Linked DNA regions of Athene noctua: region 1 is linked to region 2. Evidence: chromatin contacts called from public Hi-C data. All regions are on one chromosome and are shown on one strand. The core of a region is the stretch at or near the end of the contact, and the rest is flanking DNA. Distances in the headings are between cores, read along the strand shown.

Evidence for each region. A called contact is a pair of places that touch in the nucleus more often than the background predicts.
Region 1: a contact with region 2 is called in a Hi-C map of liver, with 5 times the contacts expected there. The contact joins the promoter of PDIA6 here to the promoter of CIMIP5 in region 2. A contact is called at or near these places in 2 of 2 Hi-C or Micro-C datasets (heart and liver).

What each region holds. Positions count from the first base shown.
Region 1 is chr1:17,611,851-17,617,380 of bAthNoc1.hap1.1, forward strand. PDIA6 (protein disulfide isomerase family A member 6) reads left to right here and starts at 4,100. Exons shown (of 13, transcript XM_074895637.1): 1 at 4,100-4,172. The coding sequence starts at 4,139.
Region 2 is chr1:17,331,475-17,337,289 of bAthNoc1.hap1.1, forward strand. CIMIP5 (ciliary microtubule inner protein 5) reads right to left here and starts at 2,446. Exons shown (of 3, transcript XM_074922109.1): 1 at 2,184-2,446. The coding sequence starts at 2,440.

The DNA of each region.
Region 1 (5,530 bases), core at 2,850-5,349, 280 kb after region 2:
GTTGGTCTGAGAGATCCCCTCCTGCATCATCTGCTCTCTGGCTGCTCACAAGTTTCCAGTCAGAACAGAGGCAACCTCAACAAACTAGATCCTTATTACCCATTCTCCTTTTGATGATGAAATATGAGGATTCAGTCTATGGTATCTTCAGCTCCTAAAAGTCAGGACTGTTGGGGTCCTGCCAGACTCCTGCCTCTGAACCTGCACCTGCCCTTGTGCAGATGGCTCAGGGAATCGAGATAGATGAAAATGAACACTGCTGAAAATAAAGCAATTAGCTTTCAGGTAGGTGTCCCCACATTCCTGCTGTCACTGCTTCCAGAGGCACCAGAATGAAATGGGGCCAGACTAGTAACTTTGTCTCCATCAGCACTGGCCACTCCTCCCAAACTTCTTCACTGCCAACACTAACACTGGTCTGGCAGCTATTAAGGTTGTAAGCATTGAAAATAGACCCTTGCTGTTGTTTCAAAGGTGTGGCTGTGTTCTGGAACACCTGAGTAACTGAGGCTTCACAGCTCAAGGGAGGGACCTCTAAGGTATACTGCAGCAAACAAGAATCTAGAAAAGGCCACTTCTGAAAATCTTTCTGTAGCTTACTGCAATCACACTGCCTCTTGTGTGGTCCAGCTGAATGGCAGGTGACTTTCTAGAGCAGTGTATGTCATTTGCTACCGAGCTCATTTGTTACCAGTACGTAACTTAAGAAATGAGACATCTGGCACTGGAAAACAGAATGCCTTCTGCTGTTACACATAAAGAATAAACCTCATATTGGTGCACCACGTGATGTGGCTACACGATCAGGTCAGACTAGGTGCATCTAAAACTACTCTTTTTTCAATGCCATTTTGAGAGTCCAGAAGTGATTATAAAATGACTGTGTAACAAGTTAATCCCAAATAATTTATGATACAGAAAAGGGGAATGTTGGGACCTGAATGACCATGACAGTAAAGACTTGTGAGAGAAAGGCCTGGATCTGAATAGGGGAATGCTCCATTTAAGTAATAGAAGAGGAAGGTAGCTGATTCCAGCTGTGGTGGGGATAAGGCTAAAACCATCATATCTGGTTTAAGATAACACTGAATTCACTCCTTGTGACAGCCTCATCCTGATCAAGGTAAATAGGCTCTGAAGCTGACAATGTCTGTTGCATCTCTGAACAGCAGATGCTGGAGCCTGGAATATTTGTAGGGCTACACCTGCCAGTTAGTGAAGGCCCCTCAAAATTTCTGCTGCCTCCAAGTCTTCCCCTCCTTCTTCAAACATGGTCAGTTCTGGTCATGTGTATGAAATGAGCACAGCAAAAGGCCTTTTTACAGCTTCCAAACTTTCACCTCAGTCTCATCCTAAACAGATAATAAGACACATTAAGCAGAGAGCTTGTCTTAAACTCCATCCACTGTTCCTTCTGAGGCCTTGCAGCAGCTGGGTCCCCTCTGCTAGCATCAAAGCCAGTTGTACAGGCAGCAATCCTTATCCCTACCACTTTTTACTAGCTCTAAGGCTTCCCCTGTTTTTTCTGTCTCCAGAAAAAGCTTCTGTCCACTGCCTTCTGGTAATTACAAGCCACTAAGATTAAATGCATGTTAATAACACAAATGAGAAATGCTCCTTCAGGTGAAGCTTGCTTCAGTGTGAACAGCATTCCAGGAACACTCAACTATGTCTCAGTTTTGGTGTCAGAAAGTACCCAGAACTTGTAAAGCCAGAATCTCTGTTCGTCATACTCCTCCTACTCATCTGCCAGGGCAGGAACCAGGCATGATCCCTGCAATACAAGAATATTCCTCGCATTTATAACATTAATCCTCTTGCTGCCTGTTCTGTACAAGTGTTCTTCAAACACTGTATTTCCTTTCTCTGGTAACTGATTTCAGGTTTTGTATCAGACAGCTCCCCTGCACACATCCATGAGGTCCCACAGACTCCTACACGGAATGATGTATGCTGTATCAGTGTGCAGACCATGGAAATCTGCAAAGTCCCTTCTAATCCTGCCCCTGCAATTACCTATGCATTTTTAAATATAGACTCAATAACTTGCCTCGTTGACCTCTGCAGACAAAGTATCTTTCCATTATTTCCCTTTTTATGTAGCCATGAGTCACATGAGATTTTTTGCCAGTAATGTCACAGAAGTTCATGCCGCAACAGACAAACAGCATCTAAATCTCTTTCAGAGGCTCCATTCAAGTACTGTCTTCACTGAGGTAGTAAAGCCCCATGCAAACTCATTCAAACCCAAAATGCATTTTGTCTGAAGGCAGCTCATTTATCAAATACCCTGTAGCGCTGCCCTGTTTTCATCATTATTTATCACTCTACTAATATTTGTCTTGGTGCAGGTTTTATCAGCATTATCTTATGTGTATTTCCAGAACACACATAAAAATGTTGAATTACTCCTGATGTAGAATTGCTTCCTGTAGAAAGTCACTAGGAAGTCAGTAAACATATGTATTAAAAGCTTCTTACTGGTCAATAAGTACTTTAACACATGCTTCTTGGTGCAATAGAAACGTTAAACACTGCCATTCCACACACTACCTCTATGCAGTTCCTTCTATTAGCCACTCCTCCCCCTCATCAATTTACATGCCATAAAACTATCTTTATTTCTGGTTTTGAGGATTTTCCCTGGAGCTAATGTCATACTAACCACTCAGTAGTGCCCCAAGGTGTCATATTTACTGTATGTATAATACTGATGGAACATAAAAGCAATTTAAGAGAAATACTCCATCCCTTAGGAAGAATGGTCTGCAAAGTAACTCCAGTTTGCTTTAGGAGTCAGTAAAATAAGAGGTGAGGTATGTTTTATCTTAATATCTAGGAATGACAACAAAATTTGAACCTGCCTGCTCAGCAGGCTGCATTTTAATGGAAGGAAATGCCAAGATGTCAGCATTTTGTAGCCATTCTGATCAAAACTTTTATTTCATGCATTCCTGGTCCTCCATTTCTAAAACAAATTGAGGGTCAAAATGGCTGCTTGTTCTCACTACCATGTTAACCATTTCATACTCGTTTTAAAAAGCAGGACAATTAATACTTGACAAGTGCTACTTGTGAGCGTGAAGAGTGTGTGAATGGGGGCAAAATTTATACCATTTCAAATCCAACTGCTGAAAAATTCTATTTCAATGGTACATTAAGTCCAGCTACTACTAGAAAATAGTAGTACACTGAGTACTAACAGTACATGAAAAAATTCACAGCTCAATTATGGAATCTTAGCTCTGCAAAAGCCTTTGTCTGGATATATGCCCAACAACAACACAGCCCCAAGCTCTTAATACTCTCCTGCAATGAGCGATTATTACAAGGGGGGGGGGGGGGGGGGGGAGGGGAGAAAACGACCAGCTTTTTGAACTGGGATGCTGATTTTTCATACAAAATTGCCTACATAATATGCGTTGTGATGCTGGACTCAAATTTTCCAAGTCTCTGTTAGATCTAAGTAGGTTTTCCATGTCTTAACAGCACTTGTATCAGCACGCACCAGCCCTCTCCTCCTCCTCCTTTCACGTCCCTGGCCTACAGCAGATGCAGCTGGGCTAATTTCTACATTTACATGCAACCTTGTGATTTGCAAATAGTTTTTTTTTCAGATCTAGATGCCTGCATCGCTTTTTCACAGTGACACCCTTTAGACCATTAAGGCCTTGAGACTTCTGTTTCGCGCTTCCAGGCTGTACAAAAGCACCCAGGCACCAATCCACAGAGAACACTGGCCTCCTTCCTTCCCCTTCAAGGCCCAGACACACACCCGCCCCCCAGCACTGCGAGGCGGGGGGGTGCCTGAGGGCACTCCGGCTGTGGGAAGCTGCTAGAGGCAAAGGGAGAGAGCGCTCTTTCCCCGGGTCAGCCCGCTGACGGCGCCCACCACGCACCAGGCCTCCGCCGCCCTCCTGCCCTGGGCAGCTCCCGGCCCGGCCCGGCCCGCCCTAGCGCCGCTTCCGCCCGCCCGCGCCCCACCGCCAACCTGACGCGGCCGCGCCCCATTGGCTGCCGCAGTGCGCGAGCGCCGGCACGGCCAATGGGCGGCGGCCACGACGGGGAACGCGCGGCGCGGGGGCGGGGGTGGGGCGGACGGGCTCTAGTAGCGGCGGCGGAGGGAGCAGGGGCAGCCATGGGGGCGCGTGCGGCGGGCAGCCTCTGGTGGGGTAGGAGCCGCGGGCTGGGGGCGGCGCGGCTGCGGAGGGGCGCGGGGGCGGCCCGAGGGGCGGCGGGCCGGCCGCGGCTTCGCTCTTCCCGGGCTCCGCCGGGAGTGCGGGCCGGTGGCGGCGGGAGGGCGCCGGGGACGGGATCGGAGCCGCCGTGCGCCCGTCTGCTGCTCGGGGAGGGGCGAGGGCTCTAGGCCGTGCGGGCCTCGCTCCGGGGTGGCCGGCGGCGGGGCGGGTCACTTGTGGAGCGGGGGCAGCGCCCGCAGTCGTGTCTTGGCCGTTGCTGGTCCGAGCCACTGTGCCGGCTGGGGGCCGCGGGGCGCACCGCCCGCGGTTGCTCTGTGAGTTACCGGAGGGCAGGTAGGTGGCCTAAAGATCCCGGCAACAACAACAGGAAACGGTGCTTATCTGTCGCCCTAATTTAAAAAAAAAAAAAAAGTTTTGATTTCCAGTAAAGGGTGGTTTACTTGCCTGGCTGTCCTGACCTGGAATCTAGTGCTGTAAGGGCAGTAAGAAAGTAATGGCTGAAGACAAAAGGAGGTGTCCGTGGGGAACTATACTTCCTCTTCCCCTCCTCCTCCTGCTGCTGGGTCTTCTGTGCTGAATAAATCGGTAAACCTGTTAAGTAGTCCCGCTCGGACCCTGTTATAGAAATACTGAAGGTGCAGCTAACACTGCACGGGGTTGAAAGGGGAAGGCTTATGTACAGGGATGTGTGAGCTTCAGCACACAGAGCTCTGCTGCAGGAGGGGTGGGTATTTTAAGGAGAAGGTTCACAGAATCATTATCATCGTGTAGCAAAAGCTTTTTTTCACGGATCCTGAGAGTTACAACTTAGCTTTTCGGTGGTGACTAGTACTACCAGCATGGAGCTGCCTTAGTTGGTTTAACAATGCTCCTGTCTATGTAATTTGGTTGCATTAGAAAACAACTTTTGAAATCAGATTATCTGAGATTATTTTTTTTTTGCCTTAATATGAGGGACAGATATAAATTTTCCTGGCTTAGATGTTTGTAGGAAAATGGCTTTTTTGTTTGCTAAAGATGAATGAAACCTTGAATATTTCACTACAGGAAGGAAAATTATGCCACCAGTTCATGAGTTCGAGTTTTTAAAAATGCAGTAATATGTGACTAGGTGAATTTCATCATGTGCTTTCTTTCATGAGTTCTCTATAGCAGGTGATTTTGTATAAACTAGAACGGCTGAGTGAACACTGTTCAGCTTGTGAATGTAATCTGCCAGAGATCTCTTCAAGTGATGCCAAAATAGGCTGATTGCAATTTAGTGGTCTCACTGCATGTAGAGAAGAATATCTCTCTTGAGAGTGCCTGTAACATTCAAATAGCTTTTTCCA
Region 2 (5,815 bases), core at 1,196-3,695:
GAAATCTGTCTTTTCTGTGATGACGCCCAAGATTTTCTTTATTCCCATATAGAGCCTATACTACATGAGGAGTAGTGGGGTATTTTTGCTAAAGGAGGATGAGGATAGCATGTCCACAGTGTATTCCTTGTGCAAATGCAGATAAATTAGCAAAATCCTGAGTCACTCTAGCAAACTTTTGTCCCATACCTTGAGTGCAACACTGCTTCTTATTTTTTAAATGACTGATACTCTGCTAGCAGAAGTCCCTGGTAGGAATACTCAGAGCTGTAGTTGCTGCAGGCAAACACCTATGGGAGTATTTTGTGCAGGTAGGCAGCTGTCCTAGGAGCAAACTGAGTTAGAAGACCTGAGTTTTGCTCTTCAGCTCTGTTCTGTACCTGGTATGGGACTACAGGGCAAGTCCTTTGATTTTCTGTCCTTTGTTTTCTCTGGACTGAAATGGAGAAAACAAAAGTTGACCTGCTATTGTAAAAGTACTGTGAGGTCAAGAGAGGAAACATTTATCTACAACTGTATTTGCAGTGGGGCTCAAGGGACACCTGGGTAGACTCTGAGCTGGTTACCTGTGTCTGTAGAGTGCTGCCTCTAACCTCATCGATCTAGTGCTGAAGTTGTACATCCTTCCAAGTTGAGCTCATCAGTACAGCACAGCCATGTACCACATGGAGTTAGGAGCACTGGATTTCTGTGCTGCTTTCCTCCAATAAGTGCAAATATGCCCCAAGTTCAAATAAAAGCTAATTTATGATTGTTGTGTTTATCACTAGTTGTCTTAGTGTACCAACACAGCATAGAGGTCTTAAAATTTTTTATCTTGCTATGCCAACCACTATTTGAACATACCAGATTTGAGTGTTACTGGATGGTGCTAATTACCGAGAAATGCTTGGGTCTCAGACATTTACCTACATCCACTTCAGGTCAGAGCACCAACATGTAGCAGCCTTTCCCCATCATTGTGTTTGGATGGGAATGTGGAGTTGAAGGACAGTTCTCTGCAAGCTGTACAGATGTAATCTGATGAATCCATCTTTAGGCATCTGTCCTTCACATGTCTGTCTCACCCTTTTACAAGAGTTTCTGTCTTTGTAGCTAAGACTAGAGAGCAGGACATGCATCAGTTGTGTGATGTGTTATCTTACTTTCCCATGAAGGTGAGTTTGCACCAATATCCATGACTGTGAACCCCAGGAGGCAGGCAGAGACACAGAGTCCCTCCTGCTGCTTTAAGAAGAGAATGGGTATGGAACATACTGGGCCTGTTTGAGAAGAGTCTGAGTCCACAACTGGGAGAGAGTAACATTGCCACCATGGCCCTGGCTTTGCATGAGTCAGAGTCCTGGCGTCAGCCTTTCCTTCAGGTAAAAGGAGCCAGACAAGACTGCAGATGTGTCTCTGGGGAAATCAGAGCTATGATTTGTATGTCCTCCAGAGGGATAAGGAGGACAGGGCTTTTCAGATGTTTTTTTCTCCCATTCTAAAAAATCCTGGGAGTGATGTTCTCCCTTTCCTTTAGCTTAGCTAGTACACAGTTGGAACTGGATCTGATTTTACTTTTACCAAGTGTCTTCTAATAGGCATGCTCATGCTGTGTACTGAAGTATGAATATAAACACTTCTTCAAGATATGTGACAGAAACAGAGAGGATCTTAATGTCAGGTTCCTTCAGGTCACTGGTGCATACACAGTCAAAACTTAGGTTTTATATATGCAGTTCAGGCTGCTGAAACATTCTAACAATGGGGCATGTTCAGCAGATTTACAGATCGGGAATACAAAACCATATTTTGGCAGAACACTCTGTTCAGCTTCCATTTCAGTCATTTCCAAGAGTCGGAGAAGAGGTGATAGTATCAGTGTGTCTGCAATAAATTATAAAGGTTGGCACATTTATATCTGAGTTGTAGAAGTCTCTATAAAGCTAAAAGATACTTAGCATGCAGTTCTTTGCATCTCTTTTCAGCATTCCAGGAGATATTAACATAGATTTTGTCCAGTGAAGGAAAACAGAGATAATATAATCTCAGAAAGAAAAGTGTTAACTTCTGATGCAAAGTCCCCACCAAAGAAGATTTCTTTTGATAGTGTAGGCTTTGGGTCAAGCCCTAAGACTTTCAGGGAGCATCAGTACTATTGTCAAGATGAGGAGAAGAGGAATGAACTGCAGCAAGTGACTTACCAGATTTTCCTTCCCCTCTGTTCAGCCTCCACAGACTCTCTCCAGATCTTATCCTGTTGTACCTGGTCCTGCTGCAGTGCTGCCTGCTCATCTGCCCAGGCCTGAGTAGCCAGTTGTGCAAAGACAGATCTCGGTCTGGTGCTGCCAAGAGACACAGATGTAGCTGAGGCTGGTTGCCCCAGAGGTGTGGTTGCTGGTTGCCAAGACCTAACCAAGGTATTTCTCCTGAATCCAGAACTCTTTCGCAACTTGTCCATTTTGAGAGTTACTGTATCCCCAGTATTGTTAGTTATATCGTGACTGTTAGGAAAGTTAAACCTGCTGTTGTTTGCACTTTCAAAGTTCCTTCTCTCCTAATGTATTTTTTTAGCTGCTGATTTGGAGTGCTTTGAGAAAACAGACATGCAGGGCAGCACTGACAGGCAGTGCTCAGCACTCGTTTACTTCCCTCTTATTTAACACTCATTTCCTACTGCTTTATGTTGCTTCCTTGCTTGAACGCTGAGGGAGTTTTCATGGTAACAGCAATTTTGTAAGAAATGACTGTTACTGAAGACCATTGAATCTCCAGCTGTAACCAGCAAACTCTCAGTTTATGAGGCGATTACTGCTGCTTGCAGCTGAGACCACCTTCTATTCAAAATCCTCAGAACAATAAAGTCTGGTTTAGTAGCAAAGGGTGCTGTGGAGATTGCTGCTGAATATATCAGCAGGACTTTTGTTGTGGTTATGTAGCAGAAGCAAAATCTGAGAGCTGCTGGTTTCCCTGGTGTGTTTACTGTCTCCATTGGAAACGAGTCTGACTTGTGAATATTCACCAGGAAGGGAGCAGAGACCCAATGGGACAACTGCTGGGGCCTTGAACTCTATTTGGGGCAGAGCTTGTTTGTTTAAAATAAGGTATTTCAACGAATTTGTGCTTCAAAAGATCCTTACTTTCAGATTTAAAAAAAAAAAAAAAAAAGCATCCAGAGATCATCAAAAGTCTGCAGAAGTTATTAAGCAACTATAAGAAGTAGTTTTTAAGTAACTTTAAAGGTTTATTAGTGTACAAAGTGAGAATTTTCAAAACAGTGTCCAGAATGTCAGTGTTTGTCTTTACAGTCAGCCTATTGGGTTTTTGTGGTATGAAGTCACTTCCTCAAGTATTTGTGACCTTGCAGGAAAACAAGAGTATAAGTATAAATTTCCTCTGAAATTCTTGACTGACTTGTTTTTGAATAGTGTGGATTAGCTCCAGATGAATTCTAGCCTCTTGCTTCATCTTCCTGGTAAATGCTAATGAACTCTGAATCTACTTTTTTTAGAGGGTTTTTGGCAAATTTCCTTGCTTGCAGTATTGGGAAATACATACTGAATTTGGCAAATAATTTCTTTTAAAATAGTTGCAACTATACAACAACCCAAACACTTCATGTAGCATATTTGAGCAAGAAATATTTCTATATTTGGAACAATTATTCTGACTTTGAAGATTGCAGTAGTGTAACTAAAGTAGAGATAAACTCCACCTCAAATCACAGTGTTTGCTTTGGGCATGAAATTTTAGTAGACTTTTTGTTTGTTTGCTTGTATTCTGAGATAATTGAAACCTAAATAGTGTTTTTAATTTCTTTCAGCCAAAAAGCAAAAGAAGTCATGTATCCACAAAGCATTATCATGAACTAAAGAAATGAGGTTTGCCAACCTGATCCGATAGCTGACTCTGTTGTGGAATCTGCTTATCCTGCTGCATTTGTTCCAGGGTCCTCTCCAAGTTGGAGTGTGTGCAGCTGGTTAGAGAATGAGGTTTTAGCAGCATCTAACTCCTTTAAAAGGAAGCTGAGGCATGTTTGGAAGACCCAATGCATTAATCAGTGTGCATGGGATTTTAGCTCCTGATCAGGTCAGGAAAGGATCCTGATGGAAAGTCTGTTTCTGTTAATAGAATGCTTTTTAATTCTTGTTTACAAAGTTCTGGTGTTATTTTGATTCTAATCCTGCCTTCAAGTCAATTTCTGCAAATTAAACATAATAATGAATGGTTATTGAGCTGAGTACATAGCTTCCAAATGACTACTTGTAGCCACTGAATAAACTGGATCGAAAGAGTACAAGTAGGTGTTTAAAGTCTGTGCCATTGAGTGGTTTCTGCAAAGATGCAGGAGTAGTAACTACCCTAGGTTTTGTGCAGGTGTAGGGCTACGAAGTGCCTCTCAGAACATCTTACTGAAAGTGAACTCACAGATCAAAGCCAGATCTGTTGGTCTGAGATGCCACAATCTCAGAAAAGAAGGAAGTCTTTAGGCTTTAAACAAAAGTAACCTGTGAGTCTACATGCGGATATTGGACATTTCAGAGTGTTCAAGCCATTTCTCTGGAAATAAGAGATGGGAATGGGATCATGGCTGTTTAAATAAGTTGGGTTTTAAAAAATATTATAATAATATGACTTTAAAATATAGCTGCTGTTCCAAAACCAAATCACTAAGAGCGGATATTTTGAAAATTATCCCCTTTTCTGTTGGGACCAGAAATCATTGAGTTAGTGCTTATGCACCATTAAAGCACATCAGGGTGAGTGCAAGGGTGAAATTTCTGGGTGTTACTTTAGATTCCTTACTGGTTATCCTAGTAGCCCATTTAGGCCATTTACTAGATTAACAGCTCAGCAGTACTGCTGCAGATGCTGAACTGTTTCCCCTCATATTACCATCTGCCAGTTTAGCATTTCTTGGGGCATTTAAGGAGGGAACTCGTTTGTATTGGTACGACTGATTTACTATGTACTTCTTTTCATTCTGTGGTAGAATAGGTTGATGTTTATTGCGGCTTCATGCCTTATGTGTCTATGTAAATTGATTATAGCACCTTTATTTTTTCTGGTTGGGGACATGAAACTTGAAAAAAGTCACTGTAGGAGCTGGTGCCTTGAGTTTGGTTTGAGATTAATTTATTTGACAAGCAGTGTTGTGCCCATCATTCTGAGAAAGAACTTGACCGAGGTTAGTCTTTTGTTGTTGCCAGACAAGTGATGATACGCGCTACAAATTCATCTGTGAAAAATATGTGAGTTATTTCCCCCTGTGAAAGGAAAAGATGTCTAGAGAGACTTTTTATGGAGGAGAAAGTTCAGGTGTTCAGACAGAATATTTTCATTTCACCACAAGAGGGTATTGCAGTATCAGTTATGCAAGACTTCAGCTAATGTTTGCCTTTATATGCACTGCCTTATTTTTAAAGACACATTTCTCAAAAATGATCATTTATATCAGACAGTAGCTAAGAAAATCAGATTTTGTATGTCAGTATTTGATGTCCTTGTCCAGAGGCAATTTCTGAGTTGTTTTTGTTTTTCACAGTAACAAGTTTCCTGAAGCTCAAAAAGTTCTTATAGATTTCACTGGAAGACAAGGACTTCAGAGGCTTATTCTGAAACACTGAAAAACTTAACGGAAATTGCTTAGTTAAATGCAAGAATACATCAGTTACAGCAGGGAAATAATAACAGGAGATGAATGTGTTGCTGCTTTGGTTGGAAGTGCATGCTGGTCCTGGATGGTCACTGTCAGAGTCAGTGAGACTCTGATCTGATTTACCCATATGGTCCTACTTGCAGGAATAAGGTCTGAAATCTTGTTTAGCTCATCTGT